Linked DNA regions of Mus musculus: regions 1, 2 and 4 are each linked to region 3. Evidence: chromatin contacts called from public Hi-C, HiChIP or PLAC-seq and promoter capture Hi-C data. All regions are on one chromosome and are shown on one strand. The core of a region is the stretch at or near the end of the contact, and the rest is flanking DNA. Distances in the headings are between cores, read along the strand shown. Region 1 overlaps Gm30624 (a long non-coding RNA gene). Region 2 overlaps Gm40761 (a long non-coding RNA gene). Region 3 holds the start of Nap1l1 (nucleosome assembly protein 1-like 1). Region 4 overlaps Osbpl8 (oxysterol binding protein-like 8).

Region 1 (2,700 bases), core at 154-2,653, 250 kb before region 3:
GGCATACATATTATTGTTGTCCTTATTGAGCTTATATTTAGGAAGACATGCTTGTGTGATTCTGGGTGATACTTCTGTCATGACTGAAGGACACAATCTCAGAGCAAACTGCCTGACCCTCTGGCTTTTACAGTCTTCCTGCCCTCTCTTCTGCAATGTTCCTCCAGCCTGTGCAGAAGTATTCATTGGGTCTGGGCTCAATAACTGGGTATCTTGGTTGCTTGTAGTTTTCTGTAATGGTCTCTGTCTTTTGCAAAGAGACGTTTCCTTGGTGAGAGCAAAGAACTATTCATCTATGGGTATAAGGACAAATATTTAGAATGTAGTTAAGGATTCTGCTGGTTCAGTGCAGTGGCAGTTGTAAGGTCTCTTCTAAGATTCATGACTTCACTAGCTCTCCCAGCTTTTTATTATTATTATTATTATTATTATTATTATTATTATTATTATTAACCAATGGATTCTGAATATTGAACTCACCCTACTGGTGCCTGCAATACAAACACTTCACTGAATGATCCAAGTCCCTATCCCAAGTAAGCACTTTTACCAATACATAAATCAGTCTTAGGCTAAGAAAGACATAAAAAAGTTACTTTATGCTATTTGTGGCCACCCTGATGAACAAAACATAGTCCCTAGTCTTGAATAGAACAGAAATTTTTAGTAATGACAGAGCCAGTGACGTGTTGCCTGCAGGAGTCTGTTAGTGGTGAAAGCCATCCAGGGGAAAGGAAAGTGTGGGGCATGGGGAATCCAGGAAGACAAGGAATGTCACAAGTTTATTACGATAGAACAAGACGATAATCATCTCCGTTGCTATATATACAGCTTCTTTTGAGGTAGACCAGATAGCTACAATAACTTCTGTTAACATATCATATCCGACTACTATATTTTCAGAAGTTTTTCTAACTCTAGGCTTTTACCTCTTCCTGTTTCATCTGTATTTTCTTCTTCATGGTCTCCCCTGTAGTCTGGCTCCAGAGAAATCTCCAGCTGCTCAGAGTGTGTTATTATCACCACTTCACGGCCCGCAGGACTGAGAGGGGAGGCTGGTGTCTACCATGCTGGTGCTTAAGAGTCAAACTGCCAGCTGCCTGAGTTTCTCCGGCCCACAGCATTCCACTGCTCTTCTGTTAGGAAGAAAAGGATTATAGGATTAGTTTCATAACACCACTTCCAGCCATCCATATATAGTCAGAGGAAGTCACTCACAGTGACTTCTATGACAACTTTTGGTGTTCAGGCCAGATTCCCCACTCAGACATCTGTCTGGAGAGGGGCAGCAGAGGTCTCAACCATGTAGGTGGGGTCAACGGGTATATTATTACAGCTGAGAGCTTCAGGGTTTTACATCCCTTTTAGACGTGCCACAAACAGCAACCACAGCAAGGGAACAAAGCACAGAACAGTTGTTCAACTTAGAAAGCATGGGGACACAGGAAGTATGTCCTCAGTGGGTAGGGCAAAGAGTCCTTGGGGAAAAAAAAAAAAAAAGCAGAGCCACAAATCAACAGAGCTTCTGACTTTGCCCGCAGCTAGCACTGTTTTTAACTGCCCAGAGAAAACAAAGGGAACACATTTATCAGAATCCCAGCTCTTTCAAGGTTCAACCATGCCAAGATACCACCCCTAAAGCATTTATCATGGTTGCTGGCAATCCTAACCTGGCATTTTTCAGGGCATTTACAGAAGCACATGTGTTCTTCTAAAGGACCTTCTAAAGGAAAATCCAAGATCTCTACCCATCTCTACCCATCAAGATCTTGTAGATTGGTAGTTAGTATGATACCTAGATAAATATTTTGAGATTTAGATCTGTAAGGGATAGAGGAGTATTGTGTTTTTAAAAAGATAAGGAGAAAGAGAATGTTTGATGGATGTGCAGTCAGGTGTCGGGGGAAGGGTGTGCCTCCAAGGGCCCATACTGAGGCATCCCTTCCCACTGAGGGACCAGCCACACATGGTATAGTATAGAATAGAATTTATTCAGGGCATGGGGAGGGGAGTTGAGAGGGGAGTAGACAGAGAAAGGCACTGGAGAGGAGAAGGAGAGGAAGAGGGAGAGGAGGCCAGCTGTGAGCATATGGAGAGAGAGGGGGAAGTGATGAGAAGACAGAACCAGAGCAAGAAAGCAAGAGAGCAAGAGAAAGTGAAGGAGGCAAGCAGCCCCTTTTATAGTGAGTCAGGCACACCTGGCTGTTGCTAGGTAACCATGGGGCAGAGCTTAGACAAAATGCTAACAAGGGGTTTGATTGGATGTACATAATAATGACAGAACACACCATTTGGGGAACTGTGAAGTATGGAAGAAAGACTAGATTCAGGAGGCTGGGCACAATCGAATGTTTCTAGAAACCATTAAATCTGGAGAGAGGCTTGGGCTGGGTCTTTGCGTTTCAGCTGGCCCTTGGGGAAGAAGCAGGAGACATGAGCCTGAGACTAAGATCCCATCAGTCCCAATCAATCCCACATGGTTCCAGATTGTCTGGCACAGAGATTTGGGGGAATAGGAGTTTAAAAGGCAGACATAAGCACTAGGAAGGCAACCCCAACCATACAGCATTTGTGCCTTGCAAGCATGATCAATCTCTGGAGCCCACAGAAAAGTGTGAAGTGTAATAGCATGAGCTTGTAAACCCAGGAGTGAGAAGGCGGAGATAAAAGATCACTGGGGCTCTCTGGCCAACAAGTCTA
Region 2 (2,700 bases), core at 31-2,530, 140 kb after region 3:
TCTCAGCACTCGGGAGGCAGAAGCAGGTGGATTTCTGAGTTCGAGGCCAGCCTGGTCTGCAAAGTGAGTTCCAGGACAGCCAGGGTTATACAGAGAAACCCTGTCTCGAAAAACAAAAACAAAAACAAAAAAATAACCCAACAATAATATTCTGCTGTACTCACAGGTCACTTTGACACTTCCTGACCAGTCGTCATTGGACAAAGCTCCCTACTGCAGGAGATGGGAATAAATTCAGAAATTCTCAACTGGACAGTGAGCAGAAAATCAGTCCTTGGAACACTCAGCCCTAGAAGGTTTTCTTCAGCAAATCTCTTCCCTCAGGGCTCGTGGAAGAAGAGTCAGAAAGATTGTAAGAACTACTGTGTGTGTGTGTGTGTGTGTGTGTGTGTGTGTGTGTGCACGCATCAAATGTGTTCCTGTGCTTTTCTTTGGCTTTTTTTTTTTTTTTTTTTTTTTTTGGTTTTTCGAGACTTTTTTTTTTTGTTTGTGTTCTCCAACTCCATTTGTTGTAGTTGCTGTTGCTAAGAAGAGGGGTGTGGATTTAGGTATTTAGGTGAGCAGGGAAGTTGGGGGCGGGGAAGACCCAGAAGAAGTTGGGAGAGGGGGAACGGTGATCAGAATACACTGTACCAAAAAAAAAAAAGCTACTTTCAATGAAAATGAAAATTGTTAAAACAACAACAACAACAAAACCCCAAAAAGTCAACAAAAGACACAGACATGAATTTCACAAGAGGTCACCAAAATGGCCAATGAAATTTGCATATATTTAAATCCGGAAAATGTGAAGAGCTCTCAATTAACACCTCAAGGTTAGGAAGTCCAGAAGAGTCACGCCATCACAGAAGTCATCTATCCAAGAACCGTCCTGCTGAAATTCCCGACTTAGTCAAGCTCCTGCTCATTAACGTGGAGCTAAGGTCTGAAGCACGCAGCGCTCACATAGCTTGAGTCTTCATTAAAGGAACAAGAAAGCTTGGAAGAGGTTGGGGCTGAACTGTGTCCTGGGGGGTGCGCTCGCGTGGCCAGAGGCAGCTTCTCCTTAGCGGCTGGGCTGCTGGCATTCAGGACAGAGATCAATAGGGGAAGTCTCAGCAAGTCTCCCAAAGTGACTCCTTAATGACAGGTAAGGCACTGGCAGTAAAAAAAAAAAAAGCTCAAGGTTGTACTTTGAGTATTCAAAGAAAATCGATCAAAAGGAAACGCCTCTGTGGGTCATCGCCCCACCCCTCCCCACACCCGCGTGGAACAGCCCCACTCCTGCCCCGGGCTTGTGCAATGCGAATCATTCCAACTTCCAGGCAGGCCTTTTCTTTCCCGCCGCTGAAATCGAGGCTTCTCTCCAGCCTGCACGGTTCCCCATTCTCTTCAGGGCTGGGGCGCGCCACTACGACTCTTTGCGTTTCCTTTGGTCGTCTGTGAACTCACTCCTAGGAGTCTTTGATCTGCAGAAACTTCTGGATACACTTTTTTCCCTCATTTGTGGGAGACCCAGAGCTGCTCTTTGAAACAGCCTCAGCGCTGGGTTTCACAGGAAGAACGAAGGCTCTATCTGAGGACCAGATGGCTGACTTCCAGCGCTCCCCTTCATCTCCTCAGCGAGGGCGCCCAGGGTCAGAGTCCTTTGATGTCAGTCGTTCTAATACAGTGGCTCTCAACCTTCCTACTGCTGCGACTCTTGATACAGTTCCTTGTGTCATGATGATTCCCAACCATAAAATTATTTTCGCTGCTACCTCATAACTTTATTCTGTCAATGTTATGAATTTTTGGAAACAGAGGCTTTCAAGGGTCGCGACCCACAGGTTGAGAACCCCTATTTAGTACTAAGCACAAAAGCATCGATCACTGTTGTCTTCAAAACTGTGAGCCTCTCGGTGTTGTTTAGTGAAGAGATTTAAAAAGCAAAACAACAACACCCCCCACTACAAAGAGCGCTTTCCAGGGAAAATAATTTCCAAGTGATTTTCTGTTGTAAAGAGGGTCTCACTATGCAGCTCAAGAAAGCCTCAAACTCCCAGAGACCTGTCTGCCTCTGCTGCTTCCCAAGTGCTGGGGTTAAAGGCATGTATCCTTATTCCCGTTCCAAGTGAATTTTTTAAGGTGTTTTAAAATTGATACATATGCATTGTACAGTGATAAGTTTTGTAAAGACATTTTCATGTCTCTATGGTCATGTGTTTTTAATCATACCATCATGCCTTCTATTGCTCCAGATAATCTCTGATGTCATAGATGTACAATATCACATATGTATATATATATATATATACACATATATATACATATATATACACATATATACATATATATACTGTATATATATTATTAATTCTAGATTGTACATATAACATTGTATATATATCACATATATATGGCACTGCATATATATATACTGTATATATATGCAGTATATACATACATATATATACCGTATATATATGCAGTGCCATATATACGTGATATATATACAATGTTATATGTACAATCTAGAATTAATAATGAGAAAAATGTGATATTTGTTTCTCTCTCTTTCTCTCTCTCTCTTTCTGTCAAATCACAGTAGTATATTAGTCAGAGTTCTTCAGTATGGCAGAACCATAGACTGAATATAAATGTGTGTGTGTGTATGTATATGTATTTATATTTGTATATGATGCCTATGTATATGACATATATGTGTATGGTATGTATATA
Region 3 (2,700 bases), core at 59-2,558:
AGTTTGGGAAGGTGTTTTGATGGCGTCTATTTTCAAAAGTGGTAAACTTTATGTTGGCTCTCCTGAAATTAGAGGTGTTGGGAAAGTCTTTAAAACGTTTCTCATTTTGGAATTTAGAGACAGGAGACAGTCTGAAGTAGTTAGCCCTGGAAGATAGCCTGTATGCCTGGTGCATCCTTTTAGTCTGGGAAGCCCTGCCCTCTGGACAGGACCTGTCTCCGCCCTCCCTCCGATGCCACTCCTGAGATCTTTACAGAAATGTGGCGCACTGAGCTTGGTCAGTATATTATTAATGCCTTGTTCCACCCCATGGTCCTTCCACTTCATCCCTAGTGAGAATTCTGGGGGGAGGGAGGGGGTGCTGCCTGAAGGGAAGAACCACGCTGTTGGTCTATTAAACTCGAACCCCACTCCCCACCCCCAACAAGCCAGCCCTTCTTAGTTTTCGTCTCAGAACCATCTGGAGGTTTAAGGAGACTAGGATTAAGTCTCTCCACACAAATATACCCCGGCCACGTTACCCATCGAAGTTCTAACTGTACCTGTGAGACACAAAACAAGATCTTTTGTTAAAAAAAAAAAAAAAAAAAAATAGCTAGGCTGAACGCTTTGCACGTGTTAACCCCTTATAACCCTGGCGGTGGAGGCTGCTCGCCCCTCCATCCTCCCATCCGCTAGCACAGTTCCCTCCAGGAAGACCCAGGGAGCCGGTGAGACCGTGGCGGGACTGGTACTCGTGGCGACCCCTCCTCCTCCTCCAACTCCGACGGAGGTGTCGGGTGGGCCCCGGCAGGGGTCTCCGGCCGCCCGCGGCGCGGTCCCCACGTGCCCCGGCTCCTGCGCGCCGAGGCCGCGCGGCCTGCACAGCCCCTCCCTGCGGGCGGAACTCGCGCGGCCACCGTTCCTTCCATGTCCCCCATCCCCGCGGCCCGCCTCGCCGGGGTTGCCCTCGCGGTGGGCTCCACCGAGGCAGAGGCGGCCGGGCGACCCAGGGCGCCCCGCGGCGTGGCCTCCTCCTCCTCCTCCGCTCTCCCGCGGCCTCGCCGTCCCGCGCGCCCCGCAGCCGCCGGCGCTCCCCGGGGTCCCTCAGGCCGCATGGCCGCTCCGGAGCGCTCACCCCGCGGCCTCAGCCCGACACCTCGCAGGCCCCCGCCACCCGGCCCTCCCGGCCCCCAGCCGTTACCGTTCCAGGAGGCTCGGACGCGGAGCCGGGCGGCGGGAGCTGCGCAGGCAGTGACTCAGGGCGGCGGCAGCGGCGGCGGCGGGAGGAGCAGGAGGCGGCGCCGCGAGCAGATGGCGCTAAAAAAGACCCGAGAGCCCGCCGCTCGCGCTCATATACAATTAGCGTCAGCACGTAGGGCTGCTCCGACGCCCTCCCCCTGGCCTCGGCGTTGCGTAGCAACGGGAGCGGGAGGCGGGCCTGGGCCTTGTTGCCTGGTTACAGAGCCGTCCTTCTTCCCCGGCACCTTAGGCTTCCCGCCTGTGGCGGTCTTGTGCTCGCCATCTCTTCTCCCTTCTACGCTGCGATGGAAATCCCAATCCCACAGCGACGACCCATAGGTCCCGCTCCTGGTTCTCCTTGCCCGCCTGGGTTAGGGACACAGCCTAGTGGCAGGCTTGCAGTATCCTGGCTAGGATTCCCATCCGCATCCAGACCTAATCCCAGCACGCCTCTCCCCTCTCCCCACCCCCTTCTCCTCTGAAACCATTTTCCCACTCTAGCTGAGAACTAACAACTCTTTTCTTGTGACCACCGCGGCAGCGTCTTCGGCTGGTTTTGCTTCTAACTCGGGGCGCCTCTACGCCTTTTAGGGTGTTCCACATCACGTTTACCTGATACACAACCCTTCATCTCTGCTTTAGTTCATTTGATGGAAGTAAAGAGCGTATTTTTGCGTATTACTGCTTTATAATGAAAATAATCAGCATACCAATTTTTCATCTTCCTGAAAAAGTAAATCAACCCTTAAGCTCATGAAATCTTGCAGCTATTTTTCAGTTGACTACAAATCACCTGTTCTGTTAACTATGTTTGGTGCTTTGGGGTTTTGTTTTTTAGGTAGGGCCACAGTGAGGCCCTGCAGGTATCAGATTTTAAATCTTTCAGAGAGTGGCTATGTGCCACAATTTGAGATCGTCAAATCAAACAGCTGTGCTCCAAGTGTGGTCTTTATGGTGGGAGGTTAATCTGTCTATAATACTAAGGCACTGTCTACATTTTACATTCCCATCCTCCCACAAGCCTTCACTGGAGTCTTCCAGACACTACAAGTCGTGAGATAGGGCAACATTGGAAATACAAACAGACAGACAGGAGAATCTGGTTATCTGTTGTGAAATCAGGCATGGAAGAACTTGGCAAAAAGTAGTATGTGCATACAAAAGGCTATGTGCTAGTATTTTAGTGAAAGAATAACTACTCTTTGAGTCCTTTGGATGTAGCTCATTTGGTAAGAGTGCCTGCCTAAGATGCATGAAGGCCCCAGGTTCAAACCACAGCATCACATAGCCCACACATGGCTTCATTTCTGGAGTTGCACCCCTGCAGAGATAGAGGCACAGGGATAAGGAATTTAGGGTCATAGAGAGTTCCAGGTCAGCGCGGAATATTTAAGGCCCTGTAGCAGAAAAAAAAAAAAAATCACTGTTAATTTCCAACAAGATAACTATCAGTATCTGGAATGCACACAAAGGTCTCTG
Region 4 (2,700 bases), core at 120-2,619, 230 kb after region 3:
AATACTGAGTTCTCTCCTAAAGTTCAAGGAACATCAGAGGAAAGAAGTTGCTTTTGCTTTTGTTTTTAATGACCATAAACAAGGATGGGAATACAACTGCAACACAAATTTGACAGTGAACCTAAGATGCACAAATATAGGTGCAAAGAGGCACAAAAGCCATGTCACACGTCAGTCTTTATATCAAAAAGTCCTTTTGTATACAATTCACAGCAGCAAATTACACTGGATTGCGTGTCAAATGGATGAAGTAATAATTTAAAATATTCAAGTGAGACACACAAGCAATGTCTTTAATATCTCAAAGAGAATGGTGTCCCACTTAGAAATCTTTTTGTTTGTTTGCTTGTTTGTTTGTTTTTTGAGACAGGGTTTTTCTGTGTAGGCCTGGCTGTCCTTGAACTCAGAAATCCGCCTGCCTCTGCCTCCCAAGTGCTGCGATTAAAGGCGTGCGCTGCTGCTGCCACCACCACCACCCAGCCCCATTTAGAAATCTTAACCCTGCCAAACTCTCAATTATGCACATTAGAATATATTAACAATATTTAAGATACTATAGGTTTCAAAATCCTACTTTTCTTTCATGTTTTATTTACTTTTGCATGCTTTTAAAGAGTCATCAAGCGCACCTCTTGTCACTTGTGGTTCTAATACAGAGTCAAATTTGATGCACAAAGGATGCAGTGTTCAGAGGAGTTCTCCCCCCAAGCGTCTGTATCATCTCCAACCAGATGCTATGGGACTCTCTCCCCAAGCCGCTCTTCTCTGTCTGGCAGAACTGAGACAATTCTCATGTAAATAATTTCTTCTAGAGCTTACTTCTGTCCAGCACACTTAGAAAAGACTGTACAACATACACTGTACAGCATATATACTGTACAAAAAAAAGGTAACAGTAAATCAGCACTGTTTAGGATATAAAAGATCACCAAGTCAAATAGCTCCTTTCACCAAAAAGTCCCCTACCAGGGTACCATCTTTCTTGGGTCTCCTTCACCCAGGTTCTTCTCTGGCCTGTAGCGTTTCCTAGTGTCTATTAGAATTGTCTCTTTCCCTAGACTCACAGTTGAGTTAACTGACAATACCTCTAGTACAAGAAGGTGTCCTACTTTTCATTTGATAGGCTACACAGTACAGACTACTTCTGCCGTCTTCCTGCTATAGCAACAGCCCAGAACCACACCACAGGCAATGCTGAGCACTCACAACGACTAAACAGTCCTTTCACATGGAGCATTTGGTGACTGTTGCAAAATAACTGACAGACAACATTTCAAAGGAAAAAAGAAGGGTTTAGGCCCATGGTCCCGGATGTTTTAGTCCATGTTTGCTTTGGCTTGCCCTATTGTTAGGCATGCAGTGAGACAGAACACCTTAGTGACAGCAGCATGTGACAAAACCTGCTTACTTCACAGCAGCCAGGAGGCCAAGGAGACACCAGGACCAAGATTTACCTTCTACTAGACTATTCAGAAGCTAGGCTTTATTAAAGGCTTATTCCATTCATGAAGTTAGAGCCCCAGAGATCCAGTTACCTCAACAGCCCCAACACCAGGGGACTAAGCCCAAAACACATGAGCCTTTGGGTTCATTGATATCCAAACCATAACATGACTCTTAGTAGATTCTCAAAGAAATCAAGGCCACGCTACAACCCAGAGTTTTTTGGCTTATACTTCTCCAGCAATACTGCCCCTTTACACAAGGACTTGTTGAATAGGCTGAAGATATTTGGACAGAGGCTCTCTCTGTAATTTGAGTTCCTATAGAATGAACTACAAAACAACTTGCTTATAAATGAATGTGAACTTAACTTGGTCTAATTTTGCAACAGAAAATCAGATGTCTGCCAAGACCATAAAGCCACTGAGCTTCAGCCAATTACAGGCCACGCTCAAACGAGGCCAGAAGCTCATCTTGTACTCCACTTGTGAGTTCTGTCTGTCAATATTCAGTGCCCCATACTGCAGAGCAGAACTCTTGGAACCTCTGTCCGGTATGAAATGCTGCCCAATACATGAATTACTCTTGTTCAAATAAACTATCAAGTTTATCTAGTTTTTCTTTGAACACTTACTTAGTCCTTCCAAAGAAACATTTTAGATATGCACATATGATAGTACCATTACTATAAATACAAGTCAAGAGAAAGCCACAGGTGACATGGGTCCAGCAGGCGTGACACTACAAGCTGATTAGGAGCTGCCTCTGAGGACTTCTGAGCACTAAGCAATGATCCCTTCTCATTATGCATTTTCACGGAATAGTCTATTGTACACTTACAGATAGTCATTTCCTTTTAACGAAAGCTGTTCAATTGTTGCCTAATGCACAGAAAACACAAATAGAAGCTACTGTGACGCACAGAATTTAAATTATAATTTTATACTCATTTGTTTGTTGGTTGGTTGGTTGGTGTGGGCATGCAGAGGGGAGCAATCAGCCCATGGCGTACTTAGAGGTCAGAGGGTAATTTGCAGGGACTAGTTCTTTCCTTCCATACCATTTGGGTCTCGGAGATCAGACACAACTCTAACTGTCTGGCATATTATAACAGTAATTTTGTTGTAATTTTAAAAAATACACTGGAAATCTGGCTCTACAAAGAACTGAAAATGACAGCAGCCAATGGAACTGAAGCCCTGTTATTACTTTGTAAAGAGGACAGTAGACTCTCCCAGAGTTTCCAAACAAAGGAGA

Evidence for each region. Promoter capture Hi-C pulls out the DNA fragments that hold promoters and counts their contacts. Hi-C and Micro-C count contacts between places; a contact is called where the count stands out from the background. HiChIP or PLAC-seq counts read pairs in DNA pulled down with a chosen protein or histone mark.
Region 1: a contact with region 3 is called in an H3K4me3 HiChIP or PLAC-seq map of the 230-238 cell line, with 12 read pairs. The contact joins the enhancer-like site here to the promoter of Nap1l1 in region 3. A contact is called at or near these places in 2 of 39 promoter capture datasets (the C10 cell line and macrophages), 1 of 115 datasets of contacts at active chromatin or transcription factors (the 230-238 cell line) and 2 of 9 other capture datasets (adipose tissue and liver).
Region 2: a promoter capture Hi-C map of liver shows a contact between it and region 3. The contact joins the enhancer-like site here to the promoter of Nap1l1 in region 3. A contact is called at or near these places in 10 of 39 promoter capture datasets (3T3-L1-derived adipocytes, the C10 cell line, the HPC-7 cell line and 7 more), 6 of 484 Hi-C or Micro-C datasets (the N1E-115 cell line, bone marrow-derived macrophages, embryonic stem cells and 1 more), 12 of 115 datasets of contacts at active chromatin or transcription factors (astrocytes, bone marrow-derived macrophages, embryonic midbrain and 5 more) and 5 of 9 other capture datasets (adipose tissue, embryonic stem cells, liver and 2 more).
Region 4: a Hi-C map of rod photoreceptor shows a contact between it and region 3, with 1.9 times the contacts expected there. The contact joins the enhancer-like site here to the promoter of Nap1l1 in region 3. A contact is called at or near these places in 11 of 39 promoter capture datasets (the C10 cell line, the HPC-7 cell line, cranial neural crest and 6 more), 2 of 15 datasets of contacts at CTCF or cohesin (CD8 T cells and the NIH/3T3 cell line), 16 of 484 Hi-C or Micro-C datasets (3T3-L1-derived adipocytes, CD8 T cells, the G1E-ER4 cell line and 11 more), 12 of 115 datasets of contacts at active chromatin or transcription factors (the 230-238 cell line, the NIH/3T3 cell line, embryonic basal ganglia and 7 more) and 3 of 9 other capture datasets (adipose tissue, liver and pancreatic islet).

What each region holds. Positions count from the first base shown.
Region 1 is chr10:111,723,599-111,726,298 of GRCm38.p6, reverse strand. It overlaps Gm30624 (a long non-coding RNA gene), which reads right to left. Exons shown (of 6, transcript XR_001779641.2): 3 at 930-1,136. Among named protein-coding and RNA genes, the nearest start is that of Gm30624, 40 kb to the right of the region's middle. Within about 2 kb of position 1,403, at least 38 of the 459 cell types and tissues checked have an H3K27ac peak or open chromatin away from gene starts, as enhancers often do. A contact at or near this core is called in the 230-238 cell line and adipose tissue, where this site is marked.
Region 2 is chr10:111,334,826-111,337,525 of GRCm38.p6, reverse strand. All of the region lies in intron 1 of Gm40761 (a long non-coding RNA gene), which reads right to left. Among named protein-coding and RNA genes, the nearest start is that of Gm40761, 4.4 kb to the right of the region's middle. Within about 2 kb of position 1,280, at least 44 of the 459 cell types and tissues checked have an H3K27ac peak or open chromatin away from gene starts, as enhancers often do. A contact at or near this core is called in adipose tissue, bone marrow-derived macrophages, liver and 1 more, where this site is marked.
Region 3 is chr10:111,471,835-111,474,534 of GRCm38.p6, reverse strand. Nap1l1 (nucleosome assembly protein 1-like 1) reads right to left here and starts at 1,308. Exons shown (of 16, transcript NM_015781.5): 1 at 1,184-1,308.
Region 4 is chr10:111,244,235-111,246,934 of GRCm38.p6, reverse strand. The region is part of intron 4 of Osbpl8 (oxysterol binding protein-like 8); the gene reads right to left. Among named protein-coding and RNA genes, the nearest start is that of Bbs10, 53 kb to the left of the region's middle. Within about 2 kb of position 1,369, at least 8 of the 459 cell types and tissues checked have an H3K27ac peak or open chromatin away from gene starts, as enhancers often do. A contact at or near this core is called in liver, olfactory sensory neurons and rod photoreceptor, where this site is marked.